2 separate regions of the Macaca mulatta genome follow, and region 2 is linked to region 1. The links are chromatin contacts, called in public Hi-C maps. All regions are on one chromosome and are shown on one strand. The core of a region is the stretch at or near the end of the contact, and the rest is flanking DNA. Distances in the headings are between cores, read along the strand shown. Region 1 has its middle 10 kb from the start of RPL3. Region 2 overlaps LOC144331700 (a long non-coding RNA gene).

Evidence for each region. A called contact is a pair of places that touch in the nucleus more often than the background predicts.
Region 2: a Hi-C map of blood shows a contact between it and region 1, with 5 times the contacts expected there. The contact joins two enhancer-like sites. A contact is called at or near these places in 7 of 14 Hi-C or Micro-C datasets (CD4 T cells, blood, fetal cortex germinal zone and 3 more).

The regions. Positions count from the first base shown.
Region 1 is chr10:12,249,235-12,254,838 of T2T-MMU8v2.0, forward strand. No RefSeq gene overlaps it. Among named protein-coding and RNA genes, the nearest start is that of RPL3, 10 kb to the left of the region's middle. Within about 2 kb of position 2,692, at least 5 of the 40 cell types and tissues checked have an H3K27ac peak or open chromatin away from gene starts, as enhancers often do.
Region 2 is chr10:12,386,448-12,392,051 of T2T-MMU8v2.0, forward strand. It overlaps LOC144331700 (a long non-coding RNA gene), which reads right to left. Exons shown (of 3, transcript XR_013399069.1): 3 at 1-4,754. Among named protein-coding and RNA genes, the nearest start is that of CBX7, 20 kb to the right of the region's middle. Within about 2 kb of position 2,439, at least 6 of the 40 cell types and tissues checked have an H3K27ac peak or open chromatin away from gene starts, as enhancers often do.

The DNA of each region.
Region 1 (5,604 bases), core at 1,442-3,941:
GGACCCACTTGCTGACTCCCCATCTTTGCTCAAGCTGCACCTAGGCTCTACCAGGACGGGGCATGGAATACAGGTGCCCTGATGCCATCAAAGCTGGTCCCTCAGCTTCAGATGCTGTGGCTGTGTGCAGGCACTGCTGTACTCCAGCCCTCCCTGGGTTATTTGTGGCTAGAGTCCCCAGCTGTGGCAGCTGACTGTCCACCCAGCAGAGTGTCTGGCAGGCCTGCCAGTCACCTGGGCCCTAACTGCATGTCTGAGTCTGTTTATTTGGATGGATTGGCAATAGCTGGGATCTGAGGATCAGCGTGCACCTGTGGGCTCGGTGTGTGTGGGACTGTGGGAGAACAGCTGGGAAGATGCCCAAGTTGTCGCTGCTTCCCTGTGGACGTGAGGGTACGGGGTGGGGCACTAAAATGTCTTGAAGTCATCCAGGTGCAGAGCGGTTAAGTGCCATGTGGGTCCTGAGGCAGGGGCAGGCCAGAGTTGAGTGTGTGCAGCAGGAACCTTCCCCACATGTGTGTCCACCCCGCATGTCTCCAGCCCCTTCTGAGCTTGACTTGGGGCAGTTGGTCTCAAGGCACAACCCTCCTTCCTGCAGCCCCTCCCATCCTTGGCTCTGCAGCCTGGGCCTGGATGACTGGAGCTGCACTTCAGGTTGGAGCCACCAGGGGGTGAGTGTGCGGCACGTGCCCTGCAAGAGGGCGCTGCTAGGGATTTTGGATTGGGCAGGGTTCCCTTCTGTATCAGAGTCTCCGGATGCCCCGCATGGGTCGGGACCTGTTGTCCCAAGGCCACCAGGCACCTTAGTGGCAGGGCCAGGTGTGAGACCTGGTTGCCTGGTCTCCTGGGTGCTGCCTCTTGTCAGTCTCCCCGGTTCGATCTCGTCCTGGTGGGGATGATGAGTGGGCAGGGGTCCCAGCCTGTCCCCTCCCTTCCCCATCCCTTAGGCTGGGCCTGGAGCCCTGCTGCCCACCCAGCCCAGATAGGAAAGGGTTTGCTGGTCTGAGATGTCCTGGCTGAGCCTTGCTGCCTCTCCAGGGCTCCGTACTCAGTTGTGGGGATGTCTGTCTGCCCCCAGGCTCAGGACACACACACAGGCATCCGGTAACACAGACACACCTGCAGGCTGCAAGTGGAGGCTGGCGTCACACCTGTACCTGTCCACATGTGCCCAAGTGCACAGAAAGCCTTTCTCACGGGCAGCCTGGCTTGACTAGGGGCTGAGTCTTTGCTGTAGACAGCCACACAGCCCATCCTTGCCTGCCATGTGTGGTGGCTCACATCTGTAATCCCAGCACTTTGGGACACTTTGGGAGGATTGCTTGAGCCCAGGAGTTTGAGACAACATAGTGAGACCTGTCTCTACAAAAGATTTACAAGTTAGCTGGGTGTGGCGGCGCATGCCTGTATTCCCAGCTACTTGGGAGGCTGAGGTGGGAGGATCTGCTTGAGCCTGGGAGGTCAAGACTGCAGTGAGCCATGCATGATTGTGCCACTGCACTCCAGCCTGGAGTGCTCCACAGAGCAAGATCCTGTCAAGAAAAAAGCAAGGCAGTTTAGCAGTGAAGACGGCTGTGAGGAAATAAAACAGGTCACTGGGATGGAGTCATGTGGGTGGGGGCGGGGAGGCCTCTCTGAGATCTGAAGAGTATGGAGGATCCTGCCGGCGGAGCCCTGTGCTGGAACACTCACTCCCGGCAGGGAACAGCGAGTGCGAAGGCCCTGGGGCGGGACAAGGCTCCTGGGCTCGGGTATGAGCTCCTGAGGGCTCGGGTATGAGCTCCTGAGGGGGGCGTGTCATGATGTGGGCTCATTCCCAGCTGGATCTCCTGTCTCCCCAGCATGGAGTCGGTTTGTTGGGGGTCCCCACATCTCTGGGCCTCGTCTGTGTTGTGCGTGTGCCCGGCTGTCCCGAGCGGAGGCCTGCGGTGGGTGGGGTGGCTGCCGTGCCTGTGCATGTCACCGAGGGTACATCTCCAAGTGCCTGCTGGCATGCACTTCCTGTCACGCTTTTCTCTCACCAGAACCCCTAGACAGGCCTTGCCGGAATCCTGTGGTGACAGAACAAGAAGTCTCATTCCATTCCTCCTGAAAAAAAGAAAAAATACCTGCTGGGAATTTCTGAGCAAGTGGGAACAGGGAGGTGGTGGCAGGAGCTGCCTTTGCCTTAAAAGGTGTGACGGAGCCAGGGACTTCGCTCAGCTCACCTGGGGATGGCCACAGGGTGCGGAGGGGTGGGCAGCTGGCCGCCACCTTGTGGGCTCACTGCAAATTGCTCTCTGCCTAGATCCTCGTTGACAGCCTTGCTGGCGGGGGCTGTGCTGCCCTGCCTCTGTCCCCCTGCCCAGATGCAGCCCCATGCAGCTGGCAGCTCATCCTCCTCCCCTTGGTTCTCAGCCCTGTAGCTGAGAATGCAGCTACTTGCTGCAGCTTCTGGGGGTCCCCCTGCCCTGCCTCCCGGGTAGTTCCCAGGAGCCCAAAGTCCCCTTCCCTTTCCGGAGCAGTCTCAGGAGCCCACGCCAGACGTGATGCAAACCTCACAGGAGGCAGGAGATTACAGTAGCCCTCCTTATCCGTGAGCCTACCTTCCAACACCCGCAGTGGTGCCGCGGATAGTACCAAACCCTCTGTGGATTAGGCTTTTTCTCTCTCATCACCAAGAGGGCTACAAAGTGACTCACGGGTGGGAATGCCTGCAGTGTGGAGACACTGGACAGAGGAATGAGTCACTCTCATCGCTGCATGATTTAATCACCCTACTCAGAATGGCATGCAATGTCAAATTATGAATTATTTCTGAAATTCTCTGTTTAATATTTTCAGAGGCCGTGGCTGGCTGCTGGAAACTGTAACCAAGGAAAGTGAAACCACAGATATGGGGGCGCTGCGGTAACTCCACAGGCCTGAGAGTGAGGAAGGAAGGGAGCATCCAGGAACCATCCAGAGCCCAACCTCACCAGCCGCTCACCCACAATCGGCAGCACTCACAGGTCAAGGCAGTGCCCAGGACGGCAGGCAGCGATAATTGTGAGCATCTTGCTCTGTATTAGGCACTGAACATTTCACACAGAGAAAAGTCATCCGGCTCACTCCTTGAGGCAGGTTCTGTTATGATCCCATTTTATAGTAAGAAACTGGGGCTTGTGGATGAATAACTTGCACAGGGGCACTGTATGATTGGTGGGGTTGGGACGTGAGCCCAGGCATCTCTCCACCCTCACTCTAGGCTACTAGGGGTTGGTAAAGCCAATGAATGCTGGCTCAAGGGAGAAGGAGAGGGCTCATTTGTTGAGCATCTACGGTGTGCCAAGGTTTGTACTGAACTCTTTAAGAGCTGCCTTATTTTTATTTTTTGAGACAGGGTCTCACTGTGTCGCCTAGGGCTGGAGTGCAGTGGTGCAATCACAGCTCACTGCAGCCTTGACTTCCCGGGCTCAAGCAATCCTCCCACCTCAACCTCCCGAGTAGCTGGGACTACAGGTGTGTGCCACCATACCTGACTGATATTTATTTTTTGTTTTTTTATTTTTTTAGACGGAATCTCGCACTGTGGCCCAGGCTGGAGAGCAGTGGCGCAATCTCGGCTCACTGCAAGCTCCGCCTCTGGGGTTCATGCCATTCTCCTGCCTCAGCCTCCTGAGTAGCTGGGACTACAGGCACCCGCCACCACGCCCGGCTAATTTTTTTGTATTTTTTAGTAGAGATGGGGTTTCACTGTGTTAGCCAGGATGGTCTGGATCTCCTGACCTTGTGATCCACCCGTCTTGGCCTCCCAAAGTGCTGGGATTACAGGCGTGAGCCACTGCGCCTGTCCTAATATTTGTATTTTTTTGTAGAGACTGGGTCTTGTCATGTTGCCCAGGTTGGTCTCAAATGCCTAGGCTTAAACAATCCTCCCCACTCAGCCTTGGAAAGTGCTGGGATTAAAGGCTTTCAGCTACCTTGCCCAGCCCATAAACCTTATTTATTTATTTATGTGTTTATTTATGTTTGAGACAGCGTCTCGCTCTGTTACCCAGACTGGAGTACAGTGGCGCAATCTCAGCTCACTGCAACCTCCACCTCTTGGATTTAAGCGATTCTTGTGCCTTGGCCTCCTGAGTAGCTGGGATTACAGGTGCATGCCACTAGGCCTGGCTGATTTTTGTATTTTTAGTAGAGACGGGGTTTCACCATGTTGGCCAGGCTGGTCTTGAACTCCTAACCTCAGGTGATCCACCCGCCTCGGCCTCCCAAAGTCCTGGGATTACAGGTGTGAGCCATGGCACCTGGTATCACTTCTGTTTTCACAGGGAGGAAATTGAGGCTCAGCAAGGTTAAGTCACAGTCTCTGAGGTCAGACTCTTAGGAGTGGCGAGGCAGGGATATAAAATCCAGCTCCAGACACGAGTGCACAACCATCACACCACGCTGCCCTGGTGGAGGAGGGCTTCGAAGGCTCTGGCTGAGGACTGGAGGGACACATTGTGGAGGAGGGCTTGGAAGGCTCTGGGTAAGGACTGGAGGGACAATGTTTCCCAGCAGCCACTGCGGCCCCCAATGCTCCTTGGCCCCCTACCCTCTCCCAGGCTCATACAATGGGCTCCTGCTTCTTTACAGATGACGTCTCCTGGAGCCCAGTACCACGGCCAGCCCCACCCTCGCTGGGCCCTGAGCCTGCACAGCTGGCCTCCAGGTCACTGGGCTTCATGTGACTATGGAGAAGTGACCCCTCCCCACCCAGTCCCCACCAGAGTCCTGCTTAGCCCGGCAGAGGAAAACGGCTGTGAGGGAAGGCACTAAAGATAGCTGCCTCGCCAACTTCCCCATTCTACTGACCACCGTCTCCTCCCCAGTGGGCTTCTCCAGCAGGCCTCCACCCCAGGCCGTCCTTGAGCCTGGTCAGCCAGCCAGGGGCACGAGCAGGGACCCAGGCAATGGTCACCACCATGGCCGCTGTTATTGAAGGCTCACTGGCCCCAGGCACTGGGCCAGGCAGGACTGTGTGCCTTATTGCACAGAAACCCCTCAACAGGAGGCAGCAAGGAGCTGCCTGTCACCCCCACTTGATAGATGGGGATCCAAGCACAGAGGAGGACCAGCTGGCGTGAAAGCCCCAGCTCATCCCCATGCCAGCACCTGGGAACATACCTGGACATTGACACGCCATGCCATCTTCCCCCATGGCCCAGGGCCTATGGACACACTGGCATGGCAACACTAGGACCCATAAAGATACCATGTCATCCCCTGTCCATCTGTGACACCATCTCCACCTGCAGCGGGAGTATTTACACCAGGGAAATAGGCAGACACTAGAGATCAGGGCCGTTCCTCCAGGGAGTTGCTTGTTAGACATTTACCAACACAGCACTGACCCCAATCTTCTGTTCTGCTGTTGATGCCGATGGCTGAACCCAGCTGGAAGTGGCAAGGGAGTTGGGTTGATATAGTCCCCAGAGGTCAGCATCCTGGGGCACAGAGCAGTGGGTGAAAGGACGGCTTGAGGGTCTGGAGTGACAGAGGGTCTGGAGTGACAGACACAAGATCCAGCCCAATGCCCAGTGCTTCACTCTTGCTTCCTGAGAACCACTATTCCCAGCATTTCACATAACATTTAGTCAG
Region 2 (5,604 bases), core at 1,189-3,688, 140 kb after region 1:
TGGGGTGGTCCTCGAGCCAGCAAGAGAGGGGAGGGAGAGGGTGGGAGGCCAGAGACTGGCAGCCTACATGCATCCACCCCACTGCAGCCCCTCCTGCTTGTCCCGTCCGGGCCCCTGGAAGATCCCTCCAGGCTCTCCAAGGGCAGAGGGCAGCACGGGGAGCAGGCTTGGTCTCCTGCGGAGGGGAGGTCTCTGAAGCCGCCAGCTCCCAGCTTCTCCCCAGACTGCTCTGGGCCTGAAACTAGGGGGCGTTTGCAGAAAAACATGGAAAAGAATTACCCTAGTTTTGGTGGTTTTGCGGAACAGCAAGTCCCTGGATTCCCAGGTCAGCTTGACCGAGCTAGCTGTGGGATCTTGGACAACGACCCCCTTCCTCCTAGGACCCCAAAGGCACTCCCAGGGCGAGGGCTCCAGAGCCTGACCATGCCCAGGCCCTCCCCTCTGAATGTTCGAATCCTGCAGACCATGGCTGTGTGGCGGTGGGAGCCGCTGTAACCCACCAGGCCTGGCCCAGTGCAGAGAAGGGATTGGCTCCTGCCCTTGGTCAGAGGCACAGGATCTGCAGAGAGGCAGTGATGATGTCACAGAGCATGACAAGGGCAGCGATACAGGGGTTGCCCAAGGAAGGGATCAAAACCTCCCATCTTGCAGATAGAGATACTGAGTCCCAGAGAGGGGACGTGGCCGTCCAGGCACTGGAGACTAGAACCCAGGAGCCTTCTACCTCTCCCCTCTTCAGGCCCTGACCCCCAGAGCTTCCCTGGGGACGGTAGGTGGGCTAGGGAGCTCCATAAGATAGAACTGAGAGCAGAAACCCCTCCTCTGTTAACTGACTCCTCCCAGAGCCCTGGAATCTCTGCTTCCAGGATTGGGGTTCATTTACTTCTGCGATAGTCTGGGCTGGGTGGGACTGGCACAGGATGGGTCCCCTATCACCCCAAGTCCAAGGGGCGCCCCAAGCAGGGGCCTATTGCCAAGCAGGCTGGCAATAGGCCAGGGCCCCCGGCAGCGGCGAGGCAGCTGGACAGGGCAGCCGCCAAGAATGCCAGGAATGCGGAGCGGCCGTGTCCTTCCCGCTCCTCTTCCTCCCCCCACCGCCAGCCCAGAACAGGATATTCCCTGTCCAGGGAAACCCAAGTCCGGTCCCTTTATGGGAAAACCATGGGGCACCTGGTGGACACTGTTCCTGCACTGGGACGGGTGTTCAACACAGGGGAGACCTCAGAGACGGGGGCATCGGGTGCTGCTGCGGAGGATGCCGGAGTCTGTAGGGCTGGCTCTGTGTGGGTTCAGCACACTTGAGGGCCTACTATGTGCTAAGGGCTTCATGTGAATTAACTCACTCAGTCTCACATCAACCCTGGGAGCTTCTGCTTTGCAGATCAGGAAACTGAGGCTTGCAGAGGCTAAGGAGCTTGCCCGAAGGCCCCAGCTAGCAAGCGGGAAAGCCAGTCTGACTCTGATACCCAGACTCTCAGCATAGGCCAGGCGGCCCCAACTCAACTGTGGCCATGGGGGCATGGCCTGCACCCTCACATGGCACCTGTGGGGGAAGGGCATGTTATTCCCAGCTGGTCCGTTTCAAAGGTGGCAAAGGTTTGTCGTAGAGATGCAGGGCTGTTCTTGCAGATCTCAGCACCATGGAATCCCAGAGTTTGATTAGGATACAGACCATTGGCACCAGGAGGGGCTCCTCTGGACCCTCCCTGACGAGCAGGGGAGGCGGTTACTCTGGGGGTCCAGGGATAAGAGGTGGGGCTCTGAGAGAGCTGAAGGGGGGACACAGGTGTGGGAAGCCAGCGGGGCTAGCTGCACTGACTCCAGCCCTGGGATCCTAGAGGTGCTGCACCCTGCCCTGGGCTGCACGCCCATCACCTCCCTTCGAGGCCAGCCCGCCTCGGCCCTTTGGTTTTGCTACAGGTCTGGGGCATTACCCTAGTGGGGTCAGGTGCAGCCAGAGACATGTAGACCCAGCCTTGGATCAGGCCCTTGGCAGGTAGAGAACGGAGAAAATGCAGAGGCATGGGCTGTGCTGCCACCCTCGCCACCCCTGAAACCAGCCCAAAGTGATTGGAGACTAAGGGACCATCTACACGAGAAGTTCTCCTCATTTAGAAATAGGGGAAACTGAGGCACGGGAGGCCATGTGGCTTGCTCAAAGTCATAGAGCTGTCACCTAGTGGAGCTGTGATTGGAATCCTGGTCTTTCTGTCTCTGGCCCCCACCCGGGGGGCCCCTGACGGTCCCTCCCTTCTCCCCTGCTTCCCTAGCCCCCCAATTCTGGCTGGTTCTGTTCCACTGTGTTGTCCTGTAGGGCTTCGGGTCCCCCGGGGGGCCAGGGTCAGGTAAACAGGATCCCAGCCGCATTCCCTGACCTTGTTTACCTCCCAAAGGAATGTGAGGGCATTCTTCCCCTTCCCGGGCCGTGAGTCAGCTCTCAGCAATGCGCGGGCTGGCTGCTGGCTGCCCCTCCCCCATGCAACCCCCTCGGACCCCTGCCCCTTGCCTTCTCACCCGCTGACGTCACTGATGTCACCCCTCCCCACACCCTCATGGAGCCCACCGGGCCTCCAGTTGCCATGGCGACGGCTCACAACAGGAAGCACGGCCCCATGGAGGCCTGCGCTGGGGCAGAAACACAGGAAGCCGCGCTAAGCACTGAGCAGCATTGTCAGCCCCATAAAAAACAAAACAGGACAAAAAGATTTAATGAGAACAATCAGCCCAAAGAAAAAGGAAAAAAAAAAAAGACCAAAAAAACAAACAAAGCCAAACAGCCTGAAGGCAAGGGGTTGGCAGGGCTCCAAGGACCCCACGTTTTCCCTCCCGGCACAATGTAGGCTCAATAATACTTCCTTCTCAGAAGGAGGCTCCTGGGGGTGAGCAGCGGCTGCAGCAGCTCCTCTGCTGAGGCCTCCAAAGCTACTCTTGGCTACCCTTGGTAACCCCAACCCAGGTCCAGCTCTGTGCCCTCTACTGAAGGCTTTGGGGGACTGGATGGGCTAGTCCTGCCCCCACCTTCCCAAGTATTACACCTCCCAAGTCCTGCTAGGGGACATATTCAGTTCAGTGGAAGAAAGAGAACGGGCTCCTGGGTCACCCAGATGGAAAATCTACTCCTGGCCCAGCCGCTGCCTGATCGTGAGATTCTGTGCAGTGGCGATCTCTCTTGCACCTGACTTTCCTCATTGGTTTTGCAACCATCACCGTTATCAGTATCCGCCTTCACACCTCATAGAGGTGTTGCAAACCTCAGGTGAGCTGGCACATCAACTAGCACCCAGTAGGTGCTCAATGTGTGCAGCACCCAGTAGGTGCTCAATGTGTGCAGAAGGAACTCATGGAGGATGAATGAATGGGGCAGAAATTCCGTGGAGGCAGCTAGGTCAGCTCTGAACTAACCATCAGAGATGGACAAGATGCCCCAGTGGGTATGGGGATCCCCGTCGCTAGATGGGGCAGGCTTGTGACGGCTTGGTGGGACCTTGTAGAAGGGACTGAGCCCTGGAACAGGGAGGGTGTAGGGGAGGAGCAAAGCTCCCTCCCTCCAGCAGAAGGCTCTGGCCCAGTGGTCCCGTCTGGATAATCCCATTTAGTCTGGTATCTGGTTGATGCCTGCACCGTGACTGTGGGAACATATCCTACAGTGTCAGAGGGGCCATTGGTGGTGGTGGGACCCCTGGCTCTTTCTCCATTGCCTGGAGAGAGTAGGGCCCTGGGGCAGAGGAGGCCACCATTCTAGTCCATTTAGGAATGTGATGGGTAAGAATGATCCCCATGGGACAGTGGCAGAGCTGGACTCTGACCACACGGGCAAGTCAGGCCATCCCCTGCCATATAGCGGTCCAGCACCTCCTGTTGGCCCAGTGGTTCCTGCAAATGGTTGGTGATAGAGCAAGCCTTGCAGGGCCCGGCTGAGGAGTGGGGGACGGGATGCTTAGGCGAGGAGGCTGACTGAGGTTCAGAGCCTGGCTCCAGGTGGTCAGAGAGGCCACGTGGGGGAAATGGGCCAGAAAATGCGGATGGGACTTTGTTGGGTAAGGACAAAGATGGTAGCTGTTCCACTCAAGGGCATAGCAGGAGCACAGGTGTGGCAGTGAGAAAGCCCAAGGTGTTCTGGCCATGGGACCCAGATCCACGTACCTGTAGTCGAAGTCGGTGTCACAAAATAAAGAGATCCCATGGAAAAGAGGTTGGAGCCAGATCTCAGAGAGTCTTGAGTGTCACTGCCAGCAGTCAGGAGCTGACGCCTTAGGCAACGGGGAACTGTTGGGGGCTTTTGACCAGGGTAGTGATATGTGCAGCCAGCTAATTTAGGGTGATGCCTCTGTGTGGATTAGGAGCGGAGGATGCACCAGGAAACAGCATAGGATGGGAGGTCAGGGAATCTGCGGTCTGCTGGATTGGCTTCTTTTCTTTTGAACTTAATAATAATGAGACATAATAGATGTTCAATCAGGCTGGGCGCAGTGGCTCACACTTGTAATCTCAGCACTTTGGGAGGCTGAAGCAGGCAGATCACCTGAGGTCAGGAGTTCGAGACCAGCCTGACCAAGATGGTGAAATCCCGTCTCTAGTAAAAAAAAAAAAAAAAAAAAAGTGCAAAATTAGCCAGGTATGGTGGCGTACGTCTGTAATCCCAGCTATTTGGGAGGCTGAGGCAAGAGAATTGCTTGGACCTAGAAGGCGGACTTTGCAGTGAGCTGAGGTCACACCAGTGCACTCCAGCCTGGGCAACAAGAGTGAAACTCCATCTGAAAAAAAAAAAGTGTTCAATCAATATTTATAGAATGAATGAATAGCAACCACCTTATACTGTGATATTTATTTTGCATACATTGTCTTGTCAGTTCTCACTACAACCCTAAGAAATCGGCCTCATTCTTCCTGGTTTTACAAATGAGAAAATGGAGGTTCAGAGAGGTTAAGGGACCTGCTCCAGGCTGCACAGCATGCTGTGGTGGAGCCAGATTCCAGCTTAGCTGAACCCACCCACCATCTCCCACTGCAGAGTCTACCCCAGTGCTGGGCTCTGTGCAAGGCCTTGGGGACACACAGATAACCAAGCTCCAACCATGTGCCTGAGTAGGCCCCAGATTAGAGGCCTCAGTTTTCCCAGCTGTGGACTGAGAGCTGGTGGAGGAGTGCTCAGGGAAGGGGTTGCCCTGGGCCCAGCTGGGGGAAGACAAGACTGAGACGGGGAGGAAGGGAAGGGTGCCCTGAGAAGAGGCAGGATAACCGTGGGGCGCTTGCAGGAAAGGAGCAGAGGCCAGGGCTTGGTAAGGGGATGAGGGGAGAAGCAGACATGCTGAGAGGCAGGAGCAGGTGGTCAGGGGCTGGGAGGAAATGGATCTCGGCCGCAGCTCGGAGTCCCAAACACAAGCAGACGGGGGATGGTGCGAGGGGGCTGCACCTGGAGCCTCAGGTGGGACCCGGAAAAGACATGCCTGCCCACACCTCCTCCTGCCCTTCTATCCTCCATCCGGCGCCGCTCGCGCACCTGCCCCTCCGGCCCCTATCCGGCCCGGGGGTGGGAGGGATGAGGACCTCTTCCAATCCCTGGTGGAAATCCTCTCGGGGGCTGTTGAAAGGGGATGTAGGAAG